Linked DNA regions of Bombyx mori: region 2 is linked to region 1. A link is a contact called in public Hi-C data. All regions are on one chromosome and are shown on one strand. Each heading gives the region's core, a stretch centred on a gene start, on an enhancer-like site or on the middle of the called end of the contact. The rest is flanking DNA. Distances are from core to core; before and after follow the strand shown. Region 1 overlaps EcR (ecdysone receptor). Region 2 overlaps EcR (ecdysone receptor).

What was found. A called contact is a pair of places that touch in the nucleus more often than the background predicts.
Region 2: a contact with region 1 is called in a Hi-C map of whole pupa, with 2.6 times the contacts expected there. The contact joins two enhancer-like sites. A contact is called at or near these places in 3 of 7 Hi-C or Micro-C datasets (posterior silk gland, an unstated tissue and whole pupa).

What each region holds. Positions count from the first base shown.
Region 1 is chr10:6,302,755-6,306,861 of ASM3026992v2, reverse strand. It overlaps EcR (ecdysone receptor), which reads right to left. Exons shown (of 9, transcript NM_001173377.1): 4 at 775-801. Among protein-coding and RNA genes, the nearest start is that of LOC105842224, 5.9 kb to the right of the region's middle. Within about 2 kb of position 2,556, at least 6 of the 8 cell types and tissues checked have open chromatin away from gene starts, as enhancers often do.
Region 2 is chr10:6,255,136-6,259,355 of ASM3026992v2, reverse strand. The region is part of intron 3 of EcR (ecdysone receptor); the gene reads right to left. Among protein-coding and RNA genes, the nearest start is that of LOC105842224, 42 kb to the left of the region's middle. Within about 2 kb of position 2,490, at least 3 of the 8 cell types and tissues checked have open chromatin away from gene starts, as enhancers often do.

The DNA.
Region 1 (4,107 bases), core at 1,307-3,806:
GTCTATCTCATCTAAATTTGCGAAATATCTTCGAACAACCGCTTCGCATACCTAATAATTAAAAATTGTTGAGATAATTTCGTGCATGAATTTATTTATATTAAATGCCGTCTTATTTTATCAGCTTGTAAGAAACAAACCGGTTTTTACATTTGTACATAATGTTTTTAATAGAAAAGTCGTGAATGAGTTCATCTCTTTTATGTAATGTAATGATTTTTATTAATAACTGTGACGTTAGTTTGATTTTTACAAATTGAATACTTGTTTCCGAAAACAAGTAGCAACGTTACGGCAACTGGCAAAGTTCGGAATATCACAATTCATCTAAAAAAAACAAATACTTATAAAACACTGAAAAACTTAAAAAAATAAAATGTATTATAAAAATTTGGGGTACTCTAAACTACAACAAATAAATATTAAATCTTCGGAGAATTTACAAGACAAAACATACAACGAAATTAACGTCAATACTTTTTTAACTGACTGTACCGGGCTAAGTGTTTGAACAGTCGTGATGTTGGCCAGTCGTGCGTGCAGTAAAATGCTCGATTGGTTCCTGTTCTGCCCCCCAACCCCCCGACCTCCCCCCGTGCCGTCCTCATTGCCGAATTACTTCCACTCAGAGATAAACCGCAATTCCTGATTCTTACTTCGCAAACGTATTAATTACTCTATTATTTAGGTACATTAAATTAAAACTACACTATCTACTTTTAACTAACATAACAGGCATACTTATATACATCTACAATTATGTATTTTGCTTACCTATTTGATGAAGAACGGGAGAGCAGGCTTTAGAGGGACAAAATACAAAACATTACAATAAATGTGATAACAATTCAAATGTTTTAAAATAAATTCGTACTTCAACAAATGACAAGATTTTACAAGTAAATTGATAAAGTTTTCAAAAAACAGATCAAACTAGACAAAAACCTAAATTACATAACAACAAAAACCATTAACAGAGTGCTAAAACTTAAATGTAAGAGGTCTCGCGAAGTTTCATTCGTTACAGCCTTGTTTTCGCTATTCAGCCAGCAGTTGGCCTGTTCTAGCGAATTTTTTGCTCTGAAGTTTTCCATTAAATGTAAATTAGAGATGAAATTGATCGATCTATCGAGTGCTCCATTCAAGGTTAAACTATACAATAGGCAGCTCATTATTGACATCGCAATAGATTTTAATTCTAACTCCGAGCCATAGTCTTTTTTTCTAGAGCATTGTATTTATAAAGCTTGTAAACCTTTTTCCTTGTTTTAAAGCTGTCAAAACCTCGTACACTCAAGTCGATTAATCAATGAATCGAGATTCTGTTTTTTTTTATTGTCTTATTTATTCTGTTTTTGAGCTCAACGAACTATACTTTAACTTAATTTTTTGCAAACTTTATTGAATACTAAGATAGATACAAGTTAATCTTGTATATGCATGTATATAGATAATAAATTTATGTTGCGATGAATGATTAATATAGCAGAAACTTGGCAGTACGCCATAGAATCCTTTGTTGTGGTTTCTAGAAGAAAATGAAAATATGGAAGTATGCTTTTTTTCGCAAACTGTATTGTATCTTGAAAATATCACAATACCTCATAGAGAAGATAATGGAAGATTTCCATACCTGAAACAAAAACAATAACATTAGAATCGACCAACGTCTAAGCATTATTATTATAAGTTTGTCGAAATAAACGTTCTCAGCAATGTGTTTAAATAGAGTGTTCCTATTTGACATAAATTTTAAAACAAGCATCCACAAGAATACTTTCGGAGTTATTGTACCACTCAAAACGGGCCGGGTAGGCGTCATTTTCATGTTTTTACTAGCGATGTGCAGGCGCATAAAAAGTGGACTCGGCGGAATGGTTCGAGTAAGCGCAATTAAGACCAAGGTCTCCAGGTTATCAAACCCGTGTCGGCGACTCGCGAAGTTGGCCGCGCCTCGCTGCTGTCGCAAAAAAATGTAGCGACTAATGAAGTCGATGGTATTAAAAGATAATGGCGGGCTAGCACGCCGTACTGCATAGCCTTAACTGGTCGCAAAGCTTCCATCTTTCGTTTCGCAATATTAAAATACTTCTGCGCCTAGACAACTAGTTTTCGTTACATATGCAGCAAGCTCTTTCACATGTTAGTACGATTGTCTCGTAATGTGTACTTATATTTGTTATTTTCGTTGGTTTAAATTACATTTTCTTACAACTAAAATGGTAATATTCAGAGTAAATGTACCGGACTTTCCAACTACGCATAGTGTGTCAGTGAATGGCTTCTGGCTGTGAGCCATGCAACTATTGGAGGAAGTCAAGGGTACGGTGCATCTATTGCATACTCAATGCTGAATCCTGTTCGTTGACACCGCACTCGACAGCAACCGATGTCGTTTGCACCACCGTGACCTGCTAAGGAACCATGTTACCGTTCCTCGTAGTCCCACGAACGCTTACATAATGCAATCTAGACAATGTTACTGATGTTACGTGAACCTCGCCTTTCGGTCGAGGACTTTGACTACACTTTCGCTTGTATCGTTCGTGTATGAGAACGACTTTCAAGAATTTGCAATCGTATGATGTACGAGCTTAGAATACTAAAAGGTGGAATACAAAACCCTACACTGATCCGCTCTAAAGCTCAATTCTAAAGGTCGGGATGCGTCTGCTTTTTTGTCAAATTTATAACCACGTTAAAATTTAGAGATGTTACAAATCACTTTTTTGGTTTTTGAAAGACAACTTTGAAATAAAGAGGTGACAATAATTGTTCAATTTCTCCTTTCCAATAAATTGTCTAGGATATTTAAATTTGAAATTTTTATTTTCAGTTCCTTGTAGGAATTGTCTAAATGTGTAAATAAATCTCTTCTCGCTGCAAAAGCACAATGAAAATGATCAGCGTTCTGACTGTTAATTGTGGGCATCAATTTGATCTTGTTGTGTTGTGTATGTTTATAATACAATTCATCACAATAAGGCATACGGTTTTAGACAATGAACGTGAAATTTCATCAACAAATAAAGGAAAAACCATCCGTTCTGATCCCTCTGAATGTCCAAACGGATATTAATCATGATTAAAGTCAACTGAATTTAGTAATTGGACTGGACTCTGTTTTATGAGCGTATTTACGAGCTTTCCGACGAGAACTGGTTATTTTTGTGATTTTTATAAAGTCATAATTTACAATATCTGTTCCGTGATTTACATGAAACGTATTTTGAATGTACAATAAAAAATAGATCTATAAACGTTGAGGCAAAGGCAGCTTATGCCCATTCATTTCATTTAAGATGAGACATGAATAATTCAATAAGTTCCAATTTTTTCACCTTCGTATTATGTGGCGTTTATTCAGTAATATTCTATGAGCTCTAAATACGTCGATCTACAAGGAGCTTAGGCTTTCTGAGACGCTGTCGTTGGGCATTAACAAAAAGAAAACTTTATTTCAAATATTTATAAACGTAAAACGTGACACGATCCAACAGCGGTCTATAATGGAATCAAACTGCAATTAGGTCATAGAAGCAATGCACTATCCACTCACAACCGTTGTATGCGCGTGCACCGAGTTTCGATGGAATAGTTGTATGCATAACTTATTACCCTGGCATTCGTGCTGCTAATATTAGGCATGATTATATAACGACCGAATACTGTTATGCAGTACTACTGTTAGGATGTTTCGATTATAAATACCGGTATTAGGGCACGTTGAAAACCTACAAAGTTAGATACAATGATCCTATCACTTTATGTCACAAAGCGCTTTGGACGAGTGTACAGCCATTGAAACTTCAAAAGTACATCTTGAGTTTTTTTTTTTATTGCTTAGTTGTGTGGACGAGCTCACAGCCCACCTGGTGTTAAGTGGATACTGGAACCCATAGAAATCTACAACATAAATGCGCCAACCACCTTGAAATATAAGTTGTAAGGTCTCAGTATACTTACAACGGCTGCCCCACCCTTCAAGCCGAAACGCATTACTGCTTCATGGCAGAAAATAGGCGGGGCGGTGGTACCTACCCGTGCGGACTCACAAGAGGTCCTACCACCAGTAAATTCTAGATTCAGTGATATCTAAGTTTTGGT
Region 2 (4,220 bases), core at 1,241-3,740, 47 kb after region 1:
GATTAGATACCCTAAGCTGATGTGGCAATCAAACAATTAATACAGTTTTGTATTATTATTTTTATGAGGCCTCAAGCTAGAAATTTCTTCTGTGTTATTGACAAGGAAAACAAATACAAAACATGATAAAAATACACACAAAATTCAAGAATACAAAATCAGAAATGAAGACATTGACACTAACCGTTACTTCGAATATGTACCAATAAGATTAGATACCCTAAGCTGATGTAGCAATCAAACAATTAATACAGTTTTGTATTATATTTTTTAAGAATAAATAACACGAGTCAAATATAAAACTCACCACGGAACTAACAAACTGTCCCAAAATATAGGTACCTTCAAATAAGAATTGAAACAACTCATAACTTTAGCCTGGTACTATGTATGTATATCTATGCTACCTTTTATTTTATAGGTCTGTGTCGAAAAGAAAGTATGTAATAAAAAATAAGTTACTTAAGCATGTAGGATTTATTATTATTTTTTCCAGCACACCGTATTTATTTTATTTATAACCGAACACAACAAGCACATTATATTGATGTTAAATATTTACTACTCAAGTGTATTTTATGTTTATAATGGCCTTTTGAAATGTGGCTATAAAGTAGCAATGGATATTAAGTTTACATGTATTGTTCTAAGCGATGTTATAAAATGTCGACTCTCTTATTGCGTGTTTATGATAATATACTAGTCATATAATATGTTGCTTCTGTTAATCTAATATACCAGAATTAATATCTTTGTGTTAGTTTTTTAATTGTCTATACGTTAGAATATGATTTATTGAATTGAAGACTTTGATGCAGTTTTTGTTGACTTTTATTCTGTTGTTAATTACAGTACAGGGGGTATATCTCGACGCTTGAAAGGCAAACATGATTAAACGACAATGCGTGAACTTTACAGTAGACTAATTTAAAGTTGAAATACCTGTAAACAAAATTTATTTTAACGAATCTAGTAGTAGTAGAATCTAGCTAGTAGCTGTAGGATTGAAATTATTTTAATAGACCTAGAAATATATATTTTTTGCGCATTGAATATGGTTATTGCCTATCATTTATGTACAAAGCAGTTATTGTCGCTTAGTCACTTTTGCCTTTCAAGCGTCGATATGTATATTTCAAACATTAAGTTTTGAATGCAAGTTTATTCTCTTATTTTTTTCAACAGATGAATCGTAATGAATACATTGGAATGGAACTTCGGTTCAATGTTCCTATGAAGAGACTGAACCTATATCTAAACGATAAAGCGCCAAATATACCTATTATAGAATATTAGGCCGTGAATAAATGAGATAGAACGCTTACGTAGTTTTAATTTCTGCGTTGTATGAATTTCACACGTGTTTGTTTTTTGTTGTTTTCCGATCAAATAAAATTGTATTTAAATTAACGAAAGTAAAATAATTCCTGACGTATCTTAGTTAAGCAACTGTGAAATATATGAGTTGAGGTTTCCGATAATACAATCTTTACAATACAAATTTGTTCATGTATTTTTGATTGTTCAACTCTAGCACCATATAATTTTTTAATTAACGAAATTCCTTATACTCTAATTGCTCAATTCATGGGCTCTAAAGACGATGTGCCATATAAATTGCGGCAATTCTGTTTAATTACAGATCGACAGATAGCGGTCGCCGCCCGCCGTGTAATTTATTTAAAGGACTGCCTTTTGCTAACGTCTTCGCTTGTAAGAATCTGACATTATTTAACTTTAAAATTTTACTAATATTATGTCTACCATTACCTTACATACCATTGTGTACCAAATGTATTGTGAATGTGTTTCATTTGGCTTCTTATTTTGCTTCTGTACTTTAATACTTTTTAATTGACTAAGAACTGGAATGTTTCGTAGTAGTACGCAAAATAAACTTGAGATATAGACAGGTCTAAATCCATGCAACAATGAGAAACTTGATTGTAACTCAATAATGATAGAAAACCCCAAAAAAAGGCATGAAAGCTAAAAAAGTAAAGAAAACATTTTGAAAACTTCATCTTCTTGAAGATATGTAACCACCGTGCACCGTATGCCGTTTTTTTTTTGTTCTGAGATCAGACGAGTAATATTTTTATTTTTTTATTGCCTTTGTAGGCAGACGGGCATACGGCCCACCTGATGGTGAGTGGTTACCGTCGCCCATGGACTTCAGCAATGCCAGGGGCAGAGCTAAGCCGCTGCCTACCGCTTAATACTCTAATCTCCATAGCAGCTCCGTAAGCTAATTTAAAATCCATCTCAAAGTTACATCCAAAAAGACGCAACGACAAGAATTGAATTCAAATTTGGTGACTAGAGAATTAACAAATTTTCTTGAGCCGACTTCAAACTTCATGTTTTTTTTTTAAATCGCACAATCACTATCTTTACATGGACATAAATACACCAATTTCTGTATGTACAGAGAAGAGTGACACGCGGACATTAATCACAATGTTCACATTGTCGCTGCATCGTACTGATGAGATCATTTTTGTTAACGATGAACCTGACGAGAATAGACCGTGAACAGACTGTGTACAACACGATCGAGATTTGTTTTACGTTCAGAGTTTGAAACCCGCTAAAATGGTTTCTCAACTCTAAAGTTGGTTTGAAAACATTGAATTGAGCAGTTTTTATCGAAATAATGACGTGGTCGTTCTTCAGTCACGAATAATTAAGATTCCTTCTCGCAAAGCTGTCCTATTAAAATAAACTAGAGGTCCCGCAGTAGTCGAAATTCGACTATAATTAATTGGAATTGTAAGTTTGTACACTATTATGATTGTATTTTATACTTCTATAATCACAAATTTCGCCAAGACTACACTATACAAAATATTAACAAAGACAAACAATATTTAATCTATTCTCAATTTGACAACAGACGTCAAGAACAAAAGTTTGACAATAAATAGTATGCATGCGTGTGTGCGTCAAATACATGGTATGTAGTGTGTGTAATGTTTTCTTTATTGATTTACTGTATATTTATGCATTATTTAAAAAAATATCAGCATTGTCCACTTCTTCTCTATATTCTGTATAAGTGTGGAAAATTTCATACTCCTCCGTCCGCGCAATTTTCGTAAAAAGGGATACAAAGTTTTTGCTTCACGTATTAATATATAGATAAAAACATATCCATATTTCGCTTTAAGCAATCCGATGATAGCTTTAAACGAATAGCTTTATTGATATGTATTGGTAGTGAACATTTGAAGCTAGTATTAGTATTGACGTGTTTTATTAATGTCAGATTAATCTTTGAGGGCGTTCACCTAATTTAAAGGCGTTGAAACATGTCTCCATATCGCTTGAAAAATAATAGTAATAAACCAAACTTAAACTCTGTTAGCTTTGTTAGTTAAAATGTATTTTAAGCTTCGCCTTTACTAAGAGTTTCATCTGGCGTTTATATAGCATTGTATACTCAAAATCGGAGGGAGCTAAATCGAGACTCGTAATGTAAAAACCCCTACCGATAATAAAAAAATTCAAAAGAACTGCAGTTTTATTTAGCATTTTCATATTTTCTTTCCTCTTGTCTCGTTTCATTAGAGGGCCGACAGTGTGTAAAGGCAGAGCAATGATGTTTTAGATCTCTGAACGTACGTAAGCACTTACAATTTTTTCTCTCTTCATTTAAATACAAGAAGACAGCTAGAGACGGACTGAGGTCGGTCATTTATAAATAGTTTATGCTAACAATAACTCATTCCCGAGGGTCATCAGACGACTAATTAGGCTAACCACGTTAACAGCAGAGTGAGCTCAATCAGCTTATTGTGAAAGGGATTATGTCTTCGGGAAAGTGAATGTTCTTATTTTATTTTTTATTTTACAAACTACCATTTATATTATTCTTCTAATGCAGATTTTAGAGAATCCTATCGAAAAATTCGATTTGAATTTTAAAATTTTCTTTAATTTCAACAAGTGAGTCTTTATAGTACTAAGCTGTGGTAATACTGCTGTTGCTGCTACTGCTCATTAATGTAAATAGAAGATAGAATTGCATTGTAATTACAAATGCTCTATCTACTCTATTAATGGCTTCGAGTCATAATGTTAGTGCAGCAGTAATCACCCGAGTGGGCTCACAACACATGACCACCGAAATTAGAACAATTAATTTGAACACTTTTAATGACTTTGCTAAATTTTACGCGAACCATTGTTTTCGATGCAAATCGATTAGTTACTGAACT